Linked DNA regions of Sus scrofa: regions 1 and 2 are each linked to region 3. The links are chromatin contacts, called in public HiChIP or PLAC-seq maps. All regions are on one chromosome and are shown on one strand. The core of a region is the stretch at or near the end of the contact, and the rest is flanking DNA. Distances in the headings are between cores, read along the strand shown. Region 1 has its middle 37 kb from the start of UGCG. Region 2 has its middle 67 kb from the start of UGCG. Region 3 overlaps SUSD1 (sushi domain-containing protein 1).

The links. HiChIP or PLAC-seq counts read pairs in DNA pulled down with a chosen protein or histone mark.
Region 1: an H3K27ac HiChIP or PLAC-seq map of alveolar macrophages shows a contact between it and region 3. The contact joins two enhancer-like sites. A contact is called at or near these places in 1 of 47 Hi-C or Micro-C datasets (embryonic fibroblasts) and 1 of 2 datasets of contacts at active chromatin or transcription factors (alveolar macrophages).
Region 2: an H3K27ac HiChIP or PLAC-seq map of alveolar macrophages shows a contact between it and region 3. The contact joins two enhancer-like sites. A contact is called at or near these places in 1 of 47 Hi-C or Micro-C datasets (embryonic fibroblasts) and 1 of 2 datasets of contacts at active chromatin or transcription factors (alveolar macrophages).

What each region holds. Positions count from the first base shown.
Region 1 is chr1:252,612,987-252,616,274 of Sscrofa11.1, forward strand. No RefSeq gene overlaps it. Among named protein-coding and RNA genes, the nearest start is that of UGCG, 37 kb to the right of the region's middle. Within about 2 kb of position 1,290, at least 1 of the 83 cell types and tissues checked has an H3K27ac peak or open chromatin away from gene starts, as enhancers often do. A contact at or near this core is called in alveolar macrophages, where this site is marked.
Region 2 is chr1:252,717,423-252,721,137 of Sscrofa11.1, forward strand. No RefSeq gene overlaps it. Among named protein-coding and RNA genes, the nearest start is that of UGCG, 67 kb to the left of the region's middle. Within about 2 kb of position 2,054, at least 14 of the 83 cell types and tissues checked have an H3K27ac peak or open chromatin away from gene starts, as enhancers often do. A contact at or near this core is called in alveolar macrophages, where this site is marked.
Region 3 is chr1:252,852,468-252,856,047 of Sscrofa11.1, forward strand. All of the region lies in intron 12 of SUSD1 (sushi domain-containing protein 1), which reads right to left. Among named protein-coding and RNA genes, the nearest start is that of SUSD1, 100 kb to the right of the region's middle. Within about 2 kb of position 1,499, at least 37 of the 83 cell types and tissues checked have an H3K27ac peak or open chromatin away from gene starts, as enhancers often do. A contact at or near this core is called in alveolar macrophages, where this site is marked.

The sequences.
Region 1 (3,288 bases), core at 40-2,539, 240 kb before region 3:
TGTCTTGGGAGCACTGGGACGCAGGTTCGATCCTTGGCATGTCAGAGTATGTTAAGGATCCAGTGTTGCTGTAGCTGTGGCTTAGGTCGAGAGAAGGCTCACATTTGATCCTTGGCCTGGGAACTCCATATGCTGTGGTATGGCCAAAAAAGGAAAAGAAGAAAAGGTAGAAAACCCAAACTTAACTGTCAGTGGGGCCTAGCGGGGTCAAACTAGGGTCAGATGAATGAGGTACTTCCCTTGGGCAAGAATTTAAAGAGGCGTCAAAAAAGTCAGTAATCAAGATAAATAATATTAAGGAGTTCCCGTCGTGGCTCAGCAGAAACGAATCTGACTAGGATCCATGAGGACAAACGTTCCATCCCTGGCCTCCCTCAGCGGGTTAAGGATCCGAGTTGCCGTGAGCTGTGGTGTAGGTCTTAGGTGTGGCTTGGATCTGGTATTGCTGTGGCTGTGGCCTAGGCCAGCAGTTCCAGCTCCAATTCCACCCCTAGCCTGGGAACTTTCGTATGCTGTGGGTGTGGCCCTAAAAAAAAAAAAAAAAGATAAGTAATATTTAAAGTAATATTTTTAAAAGTAAAATGAATGCTTTGAGTGGTGAACATGTTCTAAAATTAGATAGTGACGATGGCTAAACAATGAATATATTAAAAACCACTAAACTGTATACTCTCAAAGGATGAATTTTATGGCATTTGAATTACGTTTCAATAAAATTGTTATTTAAAAATTGATATGAAAAAATCATGGTAAATAAAATATTGACTTTTTTTTTTCTTTTTAGATCCACACCTGCAGCATATGGAAGTTCCCAGGCTAGGGGTCAAATTGGAACTGCAGTTGCCAGCCTACACCACAGCCACAGCAACGCTGGATCCGAGCTGGAGCTGCCACCTACACTGCAGCTTGAAGCAATGCCAGATCCTTAACCTACTGAGCGAGGCCAAAGATTGAACCTGCATCCTCATGGATACCAGTTGGGTTCTTAACCTGCTAAGCCACAACGAGAACTCCAAAATATCAACATTTTCATGAAAGTAAGGATCAGGCCAGAACCTACCCGAGCCCATGGGTACCAGATTCTAGATTTTAGGATCACGAATCCTGCTTTGAGAAGAGTGCAAGAGGGAAAGAAAGGGGGCTACAGGCAGCAAGCAGGAGCAAAGTACTTTCTGATTCCTTTTTGTAGTTTTAGTTTTTTCTTTCTCAAGTCACAGCACCGACTTCCCCTGAGTGCCTTTCTTAACAGCCCTACTGCATCCCTCTTCCCCATAGTTCACAGTGGAGCGTGCACCAGAGGGGAAGAAGCAGTCTGGTAGCTAAGCCTGATTGGGGGTGAGGAAAGCAAGTCCACCCTGTTTGTTTCGGGCCCACTTCTAACGCTGGGGACGTTTTGTAATAAGGTGGAGGAAATATTCAACTAACAACTGCACCCAAATTTCTAAGAGAGGAAACCTAAGGAGGCAAAAACGCCTCAAAGCTATTTGGAGAAGAAGATGGGATGCTAAAAGCATGTGGGTCAGTTGATGGGCAGGCTAATGGGACCAACCTGGCTACCTTAGTCAAAGAGAGGAATTTGTCTACCTGAAGAAGATGAAGTAGGACACGAGAGAATGGTTGATTGTGATGGAAGAGGAGAAAGAGGGAATGTGGGGAAGCTATGAGACTGGGTTCTGCATGAGTAGAATGGCCAGGAAGGGAGTCCCCGGAATCAAGGAATGAGGAGGGGCCTCAAAAAAAAAAAAAAAAAAACACTTTAAAGCAGGACTATCTAAATTGGCTTTTGAAAATTGCTTAATGTGCTCTATGTGATGTAATCTCTCCCCCATGACCCCTGCTCTTAAGTAAAATCGACATGTGTGAGCGAGGGTTGTGGGCAAATCAAGGGATGGTTTTCATGAATAGATTGATCTGCTCAGAGTAGAAAATGGGACAAAGGAGGCAGAAGCCCAGGATGCAGAGGAGACTATAAGATGTAATCCTCCTAGACTCTGCAGAAACCTCACCAAGGGGTCTGAAGTCTCGCTGGCCATGGAATTAGGAGAGTTGAGTCAGTTTAATCTAGCTCTCACGGTTGGGGAGGCCACATCTGAGATCCAGGTTAAGATTAGATCTACTGAGCCGAGTTAAATCCTGTTTGGGGGCCTTCGTGGGCCCAGGGAATGAGGAAGGAGGATCTTGGCAGTACGATCCATTTATAACTAAAAGGGCCACTGGAGGAAGGAAGAATAGACGGCAATGATACAACCATTGCTTCAACAGACTCCTTAAAAATATGTGAGGCTTGGAGTTCCCGTTGTGGCTCAGTGGCTAACGAATCCAACTAGGAACCATGAGGTTGCGGGTTCAATCCCTGGCCTTGCTCAGTGGGTTAAGGATCTGGCATTGCCGTGAGCTGTGGTGTAGGTTGCAGACGTGGCTGGGATCCATGTTGTTGTGGCTCTGGTGTAGGCTGGCAGCTACAGCTCTGATTGGACCCTGAGCCTGGGAACCTCCATGTGCCATGGAAGTGGCCCAAGAAATGGCAAAAAGACCAAAAAAAAAAAAAAAAAAAAAAAAAAAAAAGTGAGGCTCAATCCTCTAGTGCCCATATTTAAGTTTATCACTTGACACATTTTAAGGTGTTGTTCACATTCAATATATTAGAATCTGTATCAATCTCAAGATCTCAGTTAAACAGCCAAATTTATTTGGCAATAGCAACATCTATTTTGTTAATAGATATTCCAGTTTAAGAGCAGATGTTTGCAATATTACCTTGTATATACGATTTTCTTCTTCCTAATTATCTTCTTTTCCCATTAAAGGAGGTTTCCTTTTGAAAATGACAGCGAAGTATGAACTATGACAGACCTTGTGGTTTCATAGCTCTCAAGAAGCATGATGATAATTGTCTGCTGGTTTTTCTCTACGTTTTTCTTGTCAATAAACCACTTTCCTTCCTGAACTTTCTGACGATAGCCCTATTCTGTTTTATGGTAGGCAAGCCTCAAAAAGACTCACTCTGCCCCAAATCAGACTTGACTCCCTAGTTATCAGGATTTTTTGAATGCCCCCCCCCCGATTTTTCTAATGTTCTGCCTTAGTTGTGAATTTCAGAAACTGAATCTTTGCAGGCCTGTGTATTTTGAAAAATCCTCATCATCTCCTACCATTAAAAGTTGAGACATTTAAAGGATGAGATTTAAGATTATTTAATTCTACGGATCAAGTTATGTAATACATACTGTGCTTTTCCCCTCAGTATCACTTGTCAAAACACAACCTAAGAAATGAGAATTTAGAAAT
Region 2 (3,715 bases), core at 804-3,303, 130 kb before region 3:
GGTCGCAGACGGGGCTCAGATCCAGCATTGTTGCAGCTGTGGCATAGGTCGCAGCTGTGGCTCAGATTCTATCACTGGCCCAGGAAATTTCACATGCTGTGGGTGTGGCAAAAAAAAAAAAAAAAGCGATCTCCCTTCCTCAAAATACTTCATCAACCTTCAACACTCAGGGTAATCTGGATAAGCCCCTTTGTATGTTACAACCTAAAGAGGCAAACCCATTTTTTTTTTTCTTTTTTACTGGTAACTGCATCTGTACCAACCATATAAATTAGTATTAGAGGTTTTTTGTTTTGTTTGTTTGTTTGTTTGTTTTGCTTTTTATGGAAGTTCCCAGGCTAGGGGTCAAATTGGAGCTGCAGCTGCCAGCTTGCACCACAGCCACAGCCATACAGGATCAGAGCCGTGTCTGAGACCTACACCACAGCTCACAGCAATGCTGAGTCCTTCACCCACTGAGCAAGGCAAGGGATTGAACCCCTGTCCTCATGGATACTAATCGGGTTTAGTTCCACTGAGCCACAATGGGAACTCCAGGATTAGAATGTTTAATCCAATAGTTTTAACCCCTCTGAGGTTCTTTGATTAACCCAGAACTCCCTGTGGTCATTTTTTCCATTGCAAATAAATCAGCTTTAGAAACCTCCTTGTAGAGCCTCACCAGCTCCTTTCTCCCCCCAGCCAACCACCCCACCCCACCCCCGACACTCTAAGCAAGGAATTCTTGGGCAATCGGTGCATCTGTGTCTAATGTCTGTCCTGAGGTTCTAGAATGGCATGAGCAGTCAAGATGCTTTAATGCCCAGAACATAACTCCCTATTTACAGGAAGTGGGGCTGCTGGGGCGAAATGTATGTGTGGGATGGAGGGACGTAAGCGGAGTGGGCAGAGAACAGGAAGCCACTGATCTGCTAAGAAATATAACTTCTAGCTTTGGTCTGATTTGCCCCAACCTACTGCTCCGATACTTTCTTATCCTCCTCACCCCGCCTTTTTTTTTTTGCTCTCTGCCACTCTTCTCCCCTCCTCCTCTCCCCGTTTCCCATCCTCTCTTCCATCCCCTTCTCGCTACAGGATCCTGGGCTGGGATGAGCAAACCCCTAGGAAGCATCTGCAGACTCCAGGTCTCCTTCTCCCAGAGAGTCTTGGGTGATAAATGCAGGGGTTTGTATTCACAGTTAGAAGCAAGCTTTATTTTATTTTCTCACCTATGAAATTGGCCAAGTTTAAAAACCCATTTTATTTACAAAAGTTTGGGGAAGGAAGCACGCTCATCCACAGCAGGTAGAAGTATCAATCGGGGGTGGGGGGGGGGGATGAAAATTACAAATCACATCACCTAATAGTTCCACTTCTAGGGATTTATTCTCTAAATATACCTATCCATGGGAGTTTCTGTTGTGGCTCAGTGGAAAAGAATCTGACTAGTATCCATGAGGATGCAGGTTCGATCCCTGGCCTCACGGAGTGGATTAAGGATCCAGCATTGCTGTGAGCTGTGTTGTAGGTCGCAGATGAGGCTCAGATCTGGCTTTGCTGTGACTATGGTGTAAACCTGTGGCTACAGCTCTGATTTGACCCCTAGTCTAGGAACTTCCATATGCCGCAGGTACGGCCCTAAAAAGACAAAAAAATAAAATAAATAAAAATAAATAGATATACCCAGCCACATAGCAAACTTTATGCTTCATCTCTTTCAGGGACTGTCCATTAAGGATGGCTCTGATGAGGGGGAAGCGGTCTTAGGAACCCTCTGCAGCCCATATATGAGATGACCAGTGATGTAGCCCACAGGCTGCCTGGATGGAGAAAGGAAATAGACGGGTGGCACCTTCCCCCATCAAACCTTCCTCTGATTTCTCCAAATAGAAAAACAGACAGCACCTCCTGAACTCCCTGACAGATTGCTGCTGAAGAATGCAAGCTATTCACCGACGTGCCTGCCTTTCTGATGAATGACAGAGGACAAGAAAATTGTGACCATGTCATGGGAGATACTGGGCAAAAAGTGATTAAAAAGCACCATCTCAAGTCACTACCACCGCAGAGGCATTTGGTAAGAGTTGCACAGGAAATGCCAGAGCCTTGTGCAGATGAAGTCATTTCAGTTCTGACCTCAGGCAGGCAGGAACTCTTCTCGCCAGAGAGCCTTGAAAACCTCTTTATCTCACCACCGTCTGTAATGACTACAGCTGCTAGAAGAGAAGGGTCCCAGCCGAGTGCACCCTAAGAGGCCCTGGTTAGAGACTCAGTGAGCCAGCCTCACTCACCTACGGCCAGATCCAGCATCCAAACACAGCACCTTCAGCGTGTGCAGAAAGGTGGTGGAAGCAAGCGGATCCTGTAGAAAGAGGCAGACCTCCCAGGGCAGGGCCACGGTGTGAGACAGGGAAGCAGGGCTACCTACAAAGGCCTAGACCCAAACTGCCTTCTCTGCTTCAGAGTTGTCCCTGGAATCATCTGGGGAGGAGCCAGAGCCAGGGATCAGAACCCCGCCATGGGTTGTTCCCCAGTGTATACTCTAGCCCTCCTTCAGTCATTCTCAACATTTCATTTAGTATTTAAATAAAGGTCCTTTAGTATTTACATAAGGGTCCTGGTTTGGTGAATTCCAAGGCAAGGTTAGAATCTTCTAGAAAAATATGGCTAGGCACTGCCTTTTACCAATTACTTTCTATGATTTTTGCCACATGTTCCAACAGTTCCCCATTTAAAGGGGCATGGCGGAGTTCCTGCCAGGGAGCAATGGGATCTGAGGTGTCTCTGGAGCACTGGGACACAGGTTCAATCCCGGGTCTGGCCCAGTGTGTTAAGGATCCAGCATTGCCACAGTTGCCACGTAGGCTGCAACTGTGGCTCAGTCTGATCCCTGGCCCAGGAAACCCTATGTGCCGTGGGGCCGATAAAGAAAAAAAATAAAAGGGAAGGGGGCATGGTAATTGGGCATCAAGAGAATTTCACTTGTTGGACTTCCTGTTGTGGTGCAGTGGAAACAAATCTGACTAGCATCCATGAGGATGCAGGTTTGATCCCTGGCCTCAATCAGTGGGTCGAGGATCCAGTGTTGTCATGAGCGGTGGTATAGGTCACAGACGTGGCTCCGATACCACATTGTTGTGGCTGTGGCGTAGGCTGGCAGCTTGTAGCTCCAATTCACCCCCTTAGCCTGGGAACTTCCATATATGCTGTCGATGCCATTAAAAAAAAAAATGCGTTCACTTGTTGTTTTCAATAGGATGTGCCTTCCTCTCCTTTATTCCCTTATATTCAGTGCCAATTTGTATGGTCCTGTGCTGAATTTACTGACAAATTGGGGTGGGGGGGGGGGTAGAACAGAATCACGATGGGGCTTTAGAGTCACCTAAGCGCAAGGAGATAATTCAGACAGAAAAATAGCCAGTCTCTGAATAAATCTGCCTTTGAGAGCCTGCAAGAAAAGGAGAGTCCCTGACTGTGACCTTAGCTATGTGCATTGTGGGGACAGGTGTTTGCCCTCTGAAAATAAGTAGACTTTAATCCTAGGTGCGAGCAGAAGTCATATCAACAGGGCTGGCTCCAGACAAATTGAAAGTAATTGCTCACAACACAAGATCAGCCCACAACCAAATTCTCACACTGCAGAATTACTAGCACGTGGGAATGGCAGTCTTGATACAGCCCATGAGGTAATGGGAGAGGCAGTGGTTCTTCCAGGTCAACAAACACCTTCCCGGGG
Region 3 (3,580 bases), core at 249-2,748:
AGAAACTTTCCCATTCATATTTTGTTTTAACAAAAAAAAAAAAAGGTAACATTAATATAAGAAAATAACACCGCAGCCCTGTGGTGTACCACCTTGTCTCAGTGCACCCTGCAGTGGGATGCTTTCAATGAGAGGGGCAGGGAGACATCTGCTCCCCTGCCCCAACACCTGCTCCCCTTCCTGGAGGGGTTGGGGCTTGATTTGAAGCCGGAAAGTAGCTGGGAGATTTCAGGGGACGAGAGAGAGAGGCAGCCTGTGTAGGATGGAAGGACGTGTGGCTCTCTCCTAGCCTGAACTAATATTAGGTCCTCAAATGTCAAAGAACCTGTGTCCGTGAAAGATTGAGAGCATCTGGACCAAGAGGGAAGCAGCTGGGATGAAGGCCAGCCCCTCTCCGGACCTCTGGGACAGCTTCTGCCTGCTGGGAGCCAGGGGGACCAGCAGGAAAACATTGGAGACAGGATTTTCACTGAGGACACAGCAGAGCCCTGTCCTCGGATGGTCTGTGGAAGAGAGGTCCACAGCAGAAGAACTCAAGAAACCTGGTCCTGTCCCGGTCCTTCCTGAAATGGGAAAATTCCCACCTATGCTGCCAGCCCTGGCACTGAAGACAGACTGGGGAAGGAATGATTTCCTTCACTTTATTGATTTCCCTTTTTCCCTCCAGCATCCTTGGTACCAGAAGAAACCTTCAACCTCAAATAATCACCCTGTTGTGCAGAACAAGTGGTTAAGTTTTTTTGGAGGTTTCCAGGCTAGGGGTCCATTCAGAGCTGTTGCTGCCAGCCTGCAGCACAGTCACAGCAACGCCGGATCCTTAACCCACTGAGCGAGGCCAGGGATCGAACACACCACCTCATGGTCCTAGTCGGATTTGTTTCCACTGCACCACGATGGGAACTCTGAAAGTGGTTAATCTTTACCTTCATGCAGGCATGTGCCTTCTCCCCGCCCTCACCCGCCCCCACCCCATTTCCTCCTCTCTGCTTCTCTCCCAGTTTCAATGAGAAGAAAATTTTGCCTACAGGCTTTTTGACTTTGCTAGAAGAGAGCATGACCAGTGTACGACAGTGCTTCTGACCCTTTGGGTTTGTTTGTTCTTCCCCTGGACCTAAAGACAGTCCAACTGGTAGGGCTATTCTGAAGAATTCCCATCAGTGCACTGCCTTCGGGAGCACATGAGCCCTGAGTCAGAAGCACGGTAATAACATCTCCATCTCACCACCCTTCGCGCCAGCACCCTCTTCCGTTTTCACGGCAACACTTGCCTCTGTCCTTCAACATTCCAAAAACTTTCACTCTCCTCTGAGGTCAGCAATATATTTAAAGTGCTCGTTTGCATCCTGTTTCCCATCAGTAAGATTTAGTTGAATGTAAGACACTCAGGAGGGAAATTCCATTCACACTTTTTCTGGAAAATCAGCCACTGCAGATTCCAGGTCCAAATCCCTTGCCTCACATTTCTGGTAAAATTCAAAAGCTCACCGTTTGACTGAAAACAAAGCCACATCTTAGGCAGCTAGGCATACCTCCTCATATCAATATATAAGGCTCTTTTATTTGAGAGGGCTTGGGCGCTGTTCTTGTTTTGTTTGGTTGTCTACCTTTTACTAAGATCTTAACAAGTTGAATTTTCACTTTTTTTTTTTCTTTTTAGGGCAGAACCTGGGGCGTATGGAGGTTCCCAGACTATGGGTCTAATCAGAGCTGTAGCTGCCACAGCAAGGGAGATCGGAGCCACATCTAAGACTTATCATGGCAACGCTGGATCCCCAACCCACTGAGCAAGGCCAGGGATCAAACCCGAAACCTCATGGTTCCTAGTCAGATTCTTTTCCGCTGCGCCACGATGGGAACGCCCTATTTGCACACTTTTTAAAAACTGCAAATTCTTTAAGGTAGGGCAGATTTGAAAAAGAGGCAGTCAAGGTCTCAATGAATGCAAACAGCTCAACAGTGCCCCCTGGTGGCCATGAGCACAGGCACAGGGTGCTTGGGCTGCAGAGCTTTATTTAGCCTACAAAGGCAGGCAGACATAAGTGTCTCATCACTCCCTCTCCCCAGCTCAAAAAATATCAAATGCTAACGTGAGCCAGCAATGCAAGCTATCCAAACATGAGAAGGACCAAAGAGGAGGATACTGAACAGCTATTCATTTTAATAGGTCACCGTGAGAAGAAAAGCCCATTACTTCTCTTCCCAGATCCAAAGCTGGTGAATTCTTTATGGTCTAAGGTCTTTATTAACAAACCAGGGATTTCCTCAATACCAATACCATCCACTGGCCATTTTAGAGTCAGCCCTCATATTCATTCATTACAAAAAGATTTCTTTGCTGTGCTAGCAGTGTCCTTAGGTGTTAGAGGTTCAACATGGAATACAGACAAAAATCCCTGCCTTCAAAGAGCTCCTATTTTAGTAAGGGAAAAGAAAATTTAAAAGTAAATTTTATTTTATTTTATTTTTTTTGTCTTTTGTCTCCTTTTAGGGCTGCACCAAAGGCATATGGAGGTTCCAAGCCTGGGGGTCCAATCAGAGCCTCAGCTGTTGGCCTACACCACAGCCACAGCAACAACAGATCTGAGTCAAGTCTATGACCACAGCTCACGGCAATGCCAGATCCTCAACATACTAAGCAAGTCCAGGGATCGAACCCACAATGTCATGGTTCCTAGTCAGATTTGTTTCTGCTGCTCCACGAGGGGAACTCCAAAAAAAGTAAATTTTAAAATACAACTTCTAAGGAGTTCCTGTTGTGGCTCAGTGATAATGAATCTGACTAGTATCCATGAAGCTGTGGGTTCCATCCCTGGCCTGGCTCAGTAGGTTAAGAATCCAGCGTTGCCATGAGCTGTGATGTAGATTGCAGGTGTGGCTGGGATCTGGCATTGCTGTGGCTGTGGTGTAGGCCAGCAGCTGCAGCTCCAATTTGACCCCTAGCCTGGGAACCTCCATATGTTGCAGGTACAGACCTAGAAAGACCAAAAAAGGAAAAAAAAAAAAGAATTGGTGATAGAGAGAAAACAGGAATTTCAACTTTTATTTTGAATAGGAATCTGCTGTTTAGCATAAGGAACCCTACCCAATATTCTGTGACAACCTGTATCGGACAAGACTCTGAAAAAGAAAGGATATGTCTATAATTGAATCACTTTGTTATACAGCAGAAATTTGCACTGCATTATAAATCAACTACACTTCAATAAAACTTTTAAAAGTGAAAAAAATAAAATAAACTACAACTTCTACAAGTTCCCTAGGGACCTAGTGATTAAGGATCTGGCATTGCCACTGCTGTGACCCGGGTCACTGCTGTGGCATGAGTTCAATCTCTGGCCGGGGAATTCTCACCTGCCAAGGGCACAGCCAAAAATAACTAAATAAAAAAATAAAATAAAATACAAATTCTGGAAACAACTTCTATAAAGAAAGTCAAGCAGAGTAAAGGAAGTTCTTGTTGTGGCGCAGCAGAAACAAATCTGACTAGTATCCACGAGGTTGTGGGTTCGATCCCTGGCCTTGCTCAGTGGGTTGGGGGGTCCAGCGTTGCCATGAGCTGTGTTGTAGGTCACAGACACGA